Regions from separate parts of the Mus musculus genome. Here region 2 is linked to region 1. A link is a contact called in public promoter capture Hi-C data. All regions are on one chromosome and are shown on one strand. Each heading gives the region's core, a stretch centred on a gene start, on an enhancer-like site or on the middle of the called end of the contact. The rest is flanking DNA. Distances are from core to core; before and after follow the strand shown.

Region 1 (6,034 bases), core at 2,250-4,749:
TTTAGGATACCTAGGCAAGCTTCAAAGAGCAAGCCTGAGTTCAACAGCGCTAGAAAGAACAGCGCAGGCAACAACAGCCAAGAGGGAGCAGACTATAAGCTATGCTGCTCTTTTCTCTCACAGTCCACATGGCGACAGACACCACCAGAGCCTCGGGACCAAGGAAGAATCCTTACGTGTGCACAGCTTGGAAAGGACACAGACACACACATGCAATCTCCCATAGGAGCATTGTCTTTAAATGGAAAAGATAACCTGAAATACACTCTGAGCTTGCAGAACACACATACACACTGGGGCTGGAGTGACTGAACCAACACTTGAGCCCTGTCAGTGGTAAGAGGAGGAAACCTACTGCCCTGGCAGTTCCTGACTTTCAGTTCCTATTTAAAATGTCTGAATTGGGAGCATCGACAGGCTCCCAAATTAGCTTTTTAAATAGAAGCTGAGAGTTAAAGGAAAAGCGGCCGCGTCATGGGGGAAAAGCAAGTGAAAAATCCCGGCCAGGCTGGTCCAGAGGCAGAGGGGGGAAGGAGTCAACAGGCATGGCTAGGGAGATTCTAGGAGGAAATGGAGGGTACCCAGCATCTCCTGGACAGTGTCTCCTCCAGTGGCTTGAACCTAAGCCAGGTACCTTCTTTCTCCTCACCATCCAGCCTCAAGGAGAACTGTAAACAAAACCCACAGTGGCCTGAACTAGAAATCCAAGTCTCCCTTACTTTTCTTGAGATACTGGAGACAAAAAAAAAAAAAAAAAGAGAGAGAGAGAGAGAGAGAGAGAGAGAAAGAGAGAGAGAGAGCAGTTCACAGGCACTGCACTTAGATTGCCAAGTATGAGCATCTGAGGATCGGGATTGGAGGATGTGGGGCAGGGTGTGAGTGTCCTGTCTCCACAAATGGCTTACAAAGTCCCAGAGACCACAAGCTGTCACATTAGTAGACCACTCCAAGAGTCTAGTGGTGTTCCCTCCCTGACAGTTTGGGGGGCTCGATCCTGGAAGTACCTTTATGTTGCTGAACAATGGCAATGCCGTACAGGAAATTCAAACTTCGACAGAAATAAGATATTATATTTTCACTGCTCCAAAACTGGACAGAAGGTGTTAGATCAAAGGAAAATGTCACTACTGGGACCAGGCTTCTCAGAGACAGAGAACCTTCTCTCAGGAGTCAATTCAACTGAGATTTAAAAAACAAAAAAACAAAACAAAACCCCACCACCACTAGCAGTAGCAACAACAACAAAAACCTCTCCCAAATAGAGGAGGGAGGGAGAATCCTCGCCAGGGCCTTCCCTGAATTCTTCCAGGGTTGGCCAGGGAGTGGCAGTGTTGTTAATCATTAGTACTGTATGCAAATGAGTATGCAAATCTCACGGGGTTCTTGGACTCTGGGCAAATGTTAATGGGGTCCACACCCACCTCTTGAAGGGCCAATTGTACACCTTTCATACTGACAAACTTAAAGGAGCTTTGGTTAGGGTAAGTGAGCCTATGAAAAAGAAGCTCAGAAGTACTGGAGGCCCAGAGTAGCTGAGACCTCAATAACTACTCCTCGACTTGCACTTCTGGAACAGGATCGGTTTGCCACAAACCAGAAACCCTATTCTTGACTCACGCCTTCACCCTCTCCGCACATTTCTCTTTCCTCTGCTTTTGTGTTTCAGCACACACCTTTCCATACTCAGAGCTGCCATCTCTCAAGCCAAGGCGTTCCGGTCCGGGCAGAGGCACGAAGCTGCTTGCTTCGCGATCTCCAGGCTCGGGAGTCCCAGCACCCAGGCCGGAGACACAGGGAAAGCCGGCCACGGTTTGGCTTAGCAGCCAGGACTGGGCTCTACTCTGCTGCCGCGATGGTCCTGGGACTCTCAGCTGGATCCTATGCTCCCGTGGTTGTCCCACTCCTCACGCTGGGTCCGAGTACTAAGCAATAGATAACTCTGGGCTCTGGAAAGGATCCAGGGCCTGGGCCCGCTTTGGAAAGATAGAGAAATGAGAGTTCCTAAATCCCCAGTCTTAATTCTGGGTATTCGTGGTGGGGTATTGGAGCGAATCCTGACCTTCTGGCCATGTGTCAGAGGTCACTCCTGAACGACAGTGGCTCTTACGCGGAGATAAAGGCAGTTTGTCTTCCGTGGGATCTTCCCAGCTTTGGCAAACACACCTGACTGTTCAGGGTCAGCCTGTAAGCTTGCGCGGCGACCAGCTGCACCTCACTAGGTGACCAAGGAGAGGAGTTAGTTGCTCTACCGCGTGGACAGTGAATGGGAAACAGACAGCCAGTTAAGTGTACACACCCCACGCGCATACACGCCAGCGCTCCCTACCACCTCTTCCTAAGTCCCCAGCCACACACGCCCCCGAACTCACGATCACGCCGCACGCCCGGCTCCTCCCCCACCCCCAAGCCAAGCTCACCTTGCCACGCTCGCCCCATGCCCACCCTCGCCGGCACACGCGCTCACACTCGCGTCCGCACACTCCACTACCACCTCCAGGCACACCCTAGGATTCCTCCACTCTCCTGGGGAGACGCACCAGGCTCTGCCTAGTCTCCCCGCCTCCCCCCCCCCGCTGCAGCCCCCCCACTCACGCGCGCGCCCTACACACACACACACACACACACACACACACACACACACCCTCGCGCAGAGTCACTCCCCCTCGCACGCCCTCGCCCTGGGCACCCTCCGGCGGCTAGGCTCCCGGGTCCTCCTCCTCGCTCCCTCCGCAGCCTGGCCGCTCTGCTCTCTCGGGCCCGGCCTGGGGCCGCTCGGCCCGTGGGGATCGGTGGGGAGCGGAGGGCGCAGCCTCGCCGCCTCCCCCGGACTCTCCTCTCCGCCCCGCCCGCGCCGCGCCCCCACCGCCTCCTCGGGAGAGGCAGCCCGTGGCCGGCCCGGCTCCGCTCTGCCCGGCATCAGCGGCGGCGGGGGCAGGGAACGAGCGAACCGGAGCTCACGAGCCCGAGAGCGGAGCGGCTAGGCGGGGAGGGGACACGCTGCCAAGCCCGGGCTGGAGCGGCGGTGGCGGTGGCGGCGGCGGCGGCGGCGGCAGCGGGGGAGGAACGGCCCCACGGACGGACCGACGCACGAACCGACCGAGTGAAGGAGGGACGAGCGAGACTTCGCCGGCGAGGAGGAGCCGCCCGAGCGGCGGCTGCTGGGCGCTTCCCCGCGCTGCTGGGCGCTCTGCGCCTCGGCGGCCCCTGGCCTCAGCTTCCTCGCGCGCGCGGGGCGCGGGGCCTGGGGCTGGCTTCGGCGAAGGTAAGAGGGAAACGACCGAGCCTCCCAGAGACAGCAAGTGCGAGGAGCGCTGCTCCCACGCCTGTTGCTCCCGCTGCCCACGCGGCACCCTCCCACTCCCGCGCCCGGGTGGGTGGGCGCTGGGGCGCCGGAAGGATTGGGGGTGGGGCCGGGCCGTGGGGGAGCAAGCAGCCGGCCTGGGGGCGTCGGTTCCCTGGGCTGCAGAGCCACCTCCGGGCACTGGGGCGCCGAGAGGTTTGGGGGTGGGGGTGTGAACCTCTGCCCTCTTGCCATTGGCCTGCCTTCCCTCGCCGGGCGCCAGGAGCAGCGCCCCGGGACCTGGCTGCAGGTGGCGACGGTTTGCTCCGTCCCCGCTCTTTGTGAGCTGAGAAGAGAAATGGCTGAGAGTGGAAGCTGGGAGCCGTTTGGGGCGCTTTGCAAAGTTCTCCAGCCAGGCGAGCCTGTGTTTGCCTGTTAGAGGATGAGGCTGGTCCAGCTCGTCCTGCCTGGCACATCTTTTCTTTCCCGGGAAAGGTCCCATAAGTGTCCCGAGAGACCATAGGGAAGGGGGTTCAAATTTGTTTTAACAGAGTGTTTACACTAGGGATGGGCAGAGAAGTTACCTGGAAATCAACTAGATTCCTGTGCTTTCTTAGTGCTGGCATTTAATTCAGCCCACGTTGTTCTCCTTTTATCCCGGGCAGCCTTGATAAGTCAGCAACAGGCTGAGAGGTTCCAGACCTGAAATCAAGGCAAAGAAAGTCTCCGTGTATTTGACGGAGCCTCTGAACTTTCACGGGGTGATAGGCGGCACAATGCAATCAGTAATCAGGTTTTACAGGGTGGTCATGCATGAATGTAGGTGATGCTTGAATCGATGCCTTATTTACTGTTACTTCCAGGGAACCTGAAGGTTTAATCTCGGAAAGCGGGGGGAAGGGGGATTCTGGGCATTCATTCAATGCAAAGCGTGTGTACATTTCCCCATGTGGACACATACCGGCCCACTGAAAGGAGCTGATGTGTTTATTTTTTTTCCATGTTGCGTCTTGAATGCTATAAGACGTAAGTACACAAGGGACCTCCAGAGGAAGAACGATTAACAGCGGCTTCCTTTTGCCGTTGAGGAGGCTGGAGAAAGAGTTTGGGGAAACTGCACTGGCCATCCTAGGAGCTAGGAGAGGCACTGTAAAGAAGAGGATCTGCAGGTCCCAGGCCTGTGCCCCACGGGATCTCCAGCATGGCCCCCATGCTCATTTCATACCCAACAAAATCCCGCAGACACGGGACAGACTCCCTGGGGGCGTGAAACAGTTCCCCAGACCAGCTCTGATTTCTGAGGACTCTCCTCCGAGGTCATTGAAGGGCAGATCTTGGTGATGTGACTTTTTTTTTTTTGTTTGTTTTTCTGCTTTGTGTCTGTTCAGGTGAAATGGAAGTGTCAACCCCCCAGGACAGGAGGTCTGCCTTTTTTTTTTTTTTTTTTTTTGACCCTCTGCTTCTAAAATAGACGTTGCTTAGCAGGCAGCTGACTTTTTACAGCAGGAGAAAGTGTTCTCTTTTTCTTTTTCAGGATTTTTTCATGTTTGTCATTTCTGCATTTACCTGGTTTTAATCTCTCTCCCTCCTGCATCCCTACCTCACCCCACAGCCAAATCTTTCCTACTGTCAAACTCTTTTGCCACAAACAAAAATAGCTTCAGAGTTTTCATTTGTAAAGCACCCATGTCCTAGTAAAGCCGTGGTATGGGAGGCGTATGCGGTGCCATTGGCTGGAAATGGGGCCGCACTATAGCGCCTGTTGCAGGGTTCATACCCAGGCCAGCTCTGAGAGGCACTGGTGCTGTTAGGGGTGAGTGTTGCAGCAGGAACCTGTAAAAGTCCTGTTTAAGCCAGGTCATCCCTGCAGGGTTGTTGGGTGGGCGTGGCTGGTATGGACTTGAGGTTGTTGTCTGATAGACGATAGTCCTCTTCCAAACCGAGGTGTGTACATGTATGTCCATGTATGCACATATGCACATGTGCACAGAAAGCAGTAAAGGGGTAATTGCTATTTTCTTGGCACTCTAAACCTGAACGATAGGTTCTGAATCTCCGGAGATGATCTGGTACTTGCATGGGCCTTCTTGAAAAAAGACTGCCCTGGATTATTGTACAGGGTAAAAGTTTGCCCTTGGGACAAGAGACTTTAGGATAGATAGGGAGAGGATTAACGTTGCCTCGCTCTGAGCTTTCAATTACCCATCAGAAAGCAGTTTGTGAATTGCTCATGGCCTTAGAAGAGTTGACTCAGAGTTGGAGCTGAGGGCATGGAGCTCAGCTTGCAAAGTCAGGCAGCTGGCAATGGGATCCCAGAGTCCAAGGGGCAGTACTGGGAGACTGACAGGAGAGAAGGGCATTGTCTTCTCGGAGCCATGTGTCTGGCTAACAAGGCTCTTCCCGAGTAGGTCCTGATTCAGCAGTCTCTTAATCTTTGCCATTTGAACCCCTGCCAGCGCCCATCTTAGATACAGCAGAGGTATTAGGGGTCATGAGTCAAAGGGCCAGGAGGGGCTGGAGGCCCAGTTCTTTTCTTTTCTAGGAGGGTGAGTGGGTTTCTGTGGGTAGGCTGAACCTTAGATTGCTTTGGGTTCCAAGTGATGCAGGTTGTGTGCCCTGTTCTGGGCACCAGCCTCATCAGGAATTCCCAGAACTCCCTCTGCTGAGATGAGGCTCAGGCTAATTGTATCCCCACAGCAACCAACCCAGATGCTCCACTTCCCGCTCTGCATGGGCAGCCATCACAAGGCAGTT
Region 2 (6,183 bases), core at 2,345-4,844, 1.6 Mb after region 1:
ATTCACACAACCTTGAGACTGGCCCCAACCATACCGTTTACCAGCTAACTTAGCCTACTCAGTGTATGATCCTCTCTGAGCTTAAGCATCTTTCTCCGTGAGTGAAATAGTCACATCTTTCCCTAAGCCTGACGGTAGGCATCAAATACCCACAGTGCACCTCTGCCCTGCCTGCCAGTGGCCTAGAAGAGCTGGACCAACACACGGCAAGCACGGGAGCACCAAAAAGAGGTACTGGTCATACCAGGAAGATGATACAAGCAAAACAAATTATGGGGTATTTCTGGGTCCCTAAATAATGGTGAGAGGAACTGAGAACTTCTCCCTCGGGAGGGGATGCACAGAGGATTACAAATCTTTTTTTCTTTGGGGAAGTTTTAGGACTTTATTGTTGTATGTTCTGTATAATAAATTGAATCTCTTAGAATGTAGAATTTGATAAGCATGAGTGTGCACCTGCAAAACCAACAACACACTCAACATAATAAACATAACCATTGCCCCGCCCCCAAAGAAATCCCCTGGCAATCCATCTCCCATGCCCTCCCAGGACTTCCAGCCATGCAGCTGCTGACTGGCTTCCTGTCTTTGAAGATTACGGTGCTTTGAATCTTCCAGCATGGTAGATAAATGTAGCTGCATGGTGACTCTGACACTCGGTGTGATTACTCAATAATTGCCTACATAAACTCTTCTTTTAATGAGTATAATTACTTGCCACTCCTAACAGTGGTCACCACAACGTTTCCCTAAAGTCAAGGCCTGGGTCCCATGCAGGAAACCAGACAAACGGGAAAGGAAAGGTCTGGGTGGGCCTGGGGTGTTTCACCAAGGAAAAGGAACACAGGTCGCTCTGGGTTTTCTTTTGGAACCAAAACTAAGAACTGCAGACCCAAAAGAGGAACTATCAAATCAAAGCCTTTCTGGCTTAACTTACCGGTGGAACTAGTTAGCTCTCCACTCCCTTAGGTTAGCCCGTCCCACAGTGAGGGGGCTTTGCTTTCCTTTTTGACAGATCAGGAGATTAAAGCTCAAGGATTTGGGAGTTCAGGTTCTCACAGCTAACAATTGTCTATGCTGGGAACTGGATCCATGTTCTCTTTCCTACTATTCTGTTCCCAGCCCTGATACTATCAAATGTGTCCAGAGAGTGACCGTTCAGGACAAGAGCTGTTGCCATAGCCTTTTCTTCTTCTTTGCCTTCATTAGTTATTTTTTTCCATTGTCATTCACACTTAGGTCAGACTTTAAAGGAAAGAGGGAAAGTGGATGTCATATGAGAAGACAAAAGAAAAGTGGAGCCCAGAGGAAAATCCCAAAGAGAAGTGAAATTCAAAGATACTTGTCATTAACACACACACACACAGGCACACGGACTTATACACACACACACACACACACACTCACACAGCCATACACACTCACAGGGGCATACAGACACTCACAAATACATGAGAACATACACACACCCACAAGGGGACACGCATGCACATGGGCACACATATGCACATGGACACACACTCACAAAGATACATATACTCACACAGGCACACATACACTCACAGGGACATACACACACTCACAAACACACAAGAACATATAGACATACACATAGGCGCACACACACACTCACATGGGCACACACATATAGGGGGGAATCCGGATCCCAGGACCCCTGGAGTCACAGGTATCTGATTCAAGACCTAGAGCCACCACGTCTTGTCCTTGTGCAGGTCACTTCTTTCCCTCTGCCTCTGTGGCCCATCCAATGACTAGTACTGACAGGCAAGTCACAAGACTATGAGGACTGAAGGTTGGGCTGGGTCACAGGAGCTCAGCACAGCATCTGACACATGGTAAGCACAAGCCACCAATTACGATGATTACTAATTCTCCCACAAGGGTTTCCTGCTCTCCATACCTTTTGTTCTATAAATAAGACAATGAAACTATAGGCATACTCTTTAGTGGACATAAGCATGACAAATGGGAGAAACAGAGACCCTCAGGGGAACCATCCAGAAGGAGTACATAGCTGAGCACTGTAGGTTGTTTCTGCTGAATAGCTGAGACTACGGTAGAAAGCAGGATGAATAAGAAACACAGCCCAGTGGTTAGGTACAAAGAGAAACACAAACGGAAGCCTAAGAGATCTGAGAGCAGACAGGGCACCAGAAACCATTGTTTTTTAGGTGATTGTTAGAGATAAACTCTTCATGCACAGTTTACCACTGACAGGTTGCTTCTTCTGCAGCAAATTTACTTATCCAATAACTTGACAGAAATTGAAGTTTGAATTTGGCAAGTGAAACACCCAGGCTAGACTCTGGATCCTGCATTGACAACCGATCTTCATAGCCAATCTTCCAGGAGCCAGAAGCCAAACGAGTCTGGTCTTACAAGACATTGATTTCCCTCTAAGCCCACCAAAGCCTTCTAGCTTTGTAGCTCTAGGTAGGGTCCAATCTTTCACCCACCTTATAGGCTCCCACTGGGAAATGGCCGAATCTCTTAGAACCTTCCCTTGCAGGGAAGCAGGCTTTCAGAGTTTCTGATACTTGCATAAAGAGAACTGTCTTAGCAGAAAGGGCCAGGGAAGAGTCTTTCACACACCAGAGCCCCTCTGAACATCAGAGCTCAGAAGTTCATTTCAATGAGTCCCTCTGTGGAGTATCCGTGTAGGCGGTTCTGACAGGGGGCCTGCAGAACTGTACTAGTGAAGGCTTGGAGCTTTTGCAAGGTTTGCAAGCCAATCTGGACCCCCTAAAACACTCCTATCCCCAACCTAAGCCAAGAACTTCCTATACAAATTATTTCCGAGGCAAAGGGCATATCCTGCTCTACCATGCACCCCCACGGTGAGATCGTGGGCCAGCTGGTGGTGTTAAGATCTGTGAAAGGGCTTTTGTAAGGAGCCTGCTCTCCCAAGGGCAACTGTGTGTCCCTCCGCCCTCTCTGTCCAGAGCCCTGGGGAAAGGAAGTCAGAAAGGCTAGAAGCCAGTCCTGCAGTTCTGTTGTTCTGCAGTTCCCCCCAACCCCCACCCCGTGGGGGGCAAAGACAGCAGTGAGTTTCTGCTACACTGAGGCCAGGCCCTCACCTGCTGTATTGTCCTGGGAAACCGAGTCTGTGCTGGGTAAGAGAGAGGTGGGGCTCAGGAGTACTGAAGGAAACGGGGATGCAGAAGCAGAAGGCAGGAGTGGGGGGACTGGGGTCTGCAGATTCTGTCTGGCAGCATCTTAATAATAGCAACACATCTCCCTCGGGGCTGGCTCGCGCTCGGGCCTGGGATGGTATTGATCAGTTCATCCTGCCTACTTCATTATGTTGGCAAGAACCTCTCAAGCGCTCCTCAACTTCTACCCTCTCCCCTGTCTCCCGACCCAGGCAGTACCCAGCTGAGCTCTGCGCGGAGTTTTGTTTGGTAAGCTAGGTTTTGTCAAAGAATGGGGTGTTTTCTTTGCGGTGGGGGTCCGGGACACAGGGATCTAACCCAGTGGCCAGCTTGGCGGCGGCGGCGAGCGACACACCTCGCTAGCTCTGCCCCAGCCGGCCCCTTTAATTCGAGTTCGCTGCGGGGCCAGGTGCGGCGCTGCGTGGCGCGGTGCGGCGCGGTGCGGCTGCGGGCGGCGGCCGGGCGCTCCGTACGCGCCGCCCGCGGGACTGCAGAGTCGGCTCCCGGCTGGCCGCCCGCACCCCGCCGCCACCACCGCCACCGCCCGCTGTCCGGGTTCTGCCTGTGCTGGCTGCCACCCAGGAACATGGAGGCTCTGGTACCCATCTGCAAGGGTAAATCAGTGTCCGGCATTCTGCTGCGCATGCTGCCATCCCTGACCGGCTGCAGCGCCCATAGGGGCTGCAGGGTACCACGGTAGTCTGGGTGGGCGAGGTGGTGCCGACCCTTGATGTCGGCCTGAAGGGCTGTGGATCCGCACCGGCTGCGTGGGACTTAAGGGGGAGACTTGTTCCTGCAGAAGAGTGCATGGAATGGGCTCGGGGACCCTGTGGTCTGTGCGTGACATAGGGCGGAGGGCGCAGATTGGAGCTGGCGGGTGATGGGAAGTGCAGCTGACTGCATAGCCACCGCTGGTAAATAGTGGGTGGGTAGGACCCGAGTCACTTGGGTCCTCCTGGTTGCATTTGCCTCTCGGCAACGGAGTAAAATGGGCTTCTCTGCAGTCTCTTGTTTTTTCCACTTGGCCGGGGTGGTGGGCTGCCGTGAAGCTCTCCAGCCTAAAAGGAAGCTAGATCTGGAGCAGCTGCCTGGCGACGCCTGCTCTGCACCCTCAGAGTTCGGGCTCCTGTGTTTCAGGTGGAGATGGAGTCTTGGTGGTCCCTCGGCTGGACCTCGCAGGCACCAGCTAGGCTGCCCTCCGGCCCGCAGCGGGAGCCCACCGCACTGCGCAGGAAGGGGTTAAGGTGGCACACTCTAGCGGTCCGGCGGCTGTGGGCTCCGGTCAGCCCAGCGGATTCCGGCGGGAGCGCGCCCGGCGGAATCCCGGCTGGAACCCCGGGCGATGGGAGAGGGCCCAGACCCCTCCCCGGCTCTGGGGCCAGCGGGATTGGGTCGGCGGGGGGCCAGCCCGGAAGCCAGCTTTCTCTAGGCTCCCCCTCTATGTGAAGCCAATCCGCCCCGCAGTCAGGCAGCTTGAGCGTTTGTTCTGTGCTTCCCTGCCGAGATGTGAGGGATTTTCTCTTGGGAAGAAATCGGTGGTCGAGTGCTTGCCCAGCTCAAATGCCACCCAACCCAGAGCAAGGCCTGAGGCCCAGGGATCCTGGAGGGAGAGTAAGTTCAAGCGACCCCTTCTATTAGGCATTCTACAGAGGCAATCTTGCTGCTTGTGGGACCTCTCTAGCTGGGAAGGAGTGTGTGTTGTGGAGGAAGGATTGCTTCTTTACCAGGACATGGCTAAGGTCAGAGAGGAAAACCCTCCCTCTTGGGAGATATGTCTTCTGACACCAAGAAAGCTGGGTCGCTTCTGTTGGCAACTGAGGTCTAGGGAGAAAGTGCTTCAAGCTGATGGGAAGGGAAAGCTTATGGTTATCCAGGAGAGGTTAGGAAAAGGCTCCTGTGGTGGATCTCATTCACAAGTGTCATGGAAAGTAGATGTGGGGGCTTGTCACTTGCCCTGAGGGGATCTGCCAGAGCCCTTAAAAGTCTTGGTCTCAGCTGCCTGGAAGCCTTGGTCCCACCTTGCTGCTGTGTTTTCCAGGCAACGTCACACCTCCGGAGGACAGCCAGGAGGACTCAGGCTTTTGCTGAGCTGTGCATCTTGCCTCCTTCCTTCCAAAGGCTTCAGACCCAAGCTCCACTCTCCTCCTCAAGTCGTGGTGCGCGCCCCTGGCCAAGCATCTCACTGTCCCTCGAGCCCCATCCAGTCCTAGAGCACACCTCCAGGACCTGCCCTCCTGCTCAGAATGACTCACCATTATTTCCAGCTCAAGTGAGAAGATGTGACGGGGACTGAGCTGCCTATTTGTGTATCTGTGCCATCAGATCTGCTCTTCGAAGAAGAGTACCTCAGGCTCCTGCCTGGCCAGGTAAATCAAACAATCACTTAGTAGCAGTCATATAGAGGCAATGGGGGTGGCATCAGTGACCAAGGCCCAGGTCCCAAACACCCTACCATGAATACCTCCTTTGGTGCAGGTATTGCCAAAACATTAGCACAGTGCCTGGCAGAGGGCTCCCTTCTCCACTCCTCCTGTGCAGCTATGTCCCCAGCATGTGTGTGGTACCCAAGATCCTGTCTCAGCCGCCTGCCCCTAGCGCAGGCCATTCTATAGCTTCCTTGAAAGATTGTTTGTTCCCTGAACCCTACTGACCCCTAGACAAGTGACAAGGTGATAATAGTTTTAGTGGCAGAAGTGATGGTACAGTCATGTTTCTGAACTCTTGGGGACATCAAGTGCACCTCCTGTCAGGTTGCCAATGACTGGTGATCTCATGTCCTTACCTGCCTCTGTCTTTCAGCCGAGTGGGGCTGTGTCTCCAACTCACAAAGGGCTCTGGGGCTTTCCTGCAGAAGCTCAGACTTATGCTTCTGTGTTTCCTGGGGCCGTTATCAGCACCGAGTTCCCTGCTGCAGGCAGCTGGAAGGCATTAAAGTAAAGCACACTTCTCAGCCCCAATTATGACAGTGGCTACCGGAGACCCAGTGGACGAGGCTGCTGCCCTCCCTGGG

Evidence for each region. Promoter capture Hi-C pulls out the DNA fragments that hold promoters and counts their contacts.
Region 2: a contact with region 1 is called in a promoter capture Hi-C map of embryonic stem cells, with 8 times the contacts expected there. The contact joins the promoter of Kcna2 here to the promoter of Kcnd3os in region 1. A contact is called at or near these places in 3 of 39 promoter capture datasets (embryonic stem cells, hematopoietic stem and progenitor cells and liver) and 1 of 115 datasets of contacts at active chromatin or transcription factors (embryonic stem cells).

The regions. Positions count from the first base shown.
Region 1 is chr3:105,449,456-105,455,489 of GRCm38.p6, forward strand. It overlaps Kcnd3os (potassium voltage-gated channel, Shal-related family, member 3, opposite strand), which reads right to left and starts at 3,500. Exons shown (of 4, transcript NR_040759.1): 1 at 3,098-3,500; 2 at 2,060-2,215; 3 at 1,674-1,973. It overlaps Kcnd3 (potassium voltage-gated channel, Shal-related family, member 3), which reads left to right and starts at 2,435. Exons shown (of 8, transcript NM_019931.2): 1 at 2,435-3,262.
Region 2 is chr3:107,097,973-107,104,155 of GRCm38.p6, forward strand. Kcna2 (potassium voltage-gated channel, shaker-related subfamily, member 2) reads left to right here and starts at 3,595. Exons shown (of 3, transcript NM_008417.5): 1 at 3,595-3,787; 2 at 5,212-5,539; 3 at 5,973-6,183. The coding sequence starts at 6,133.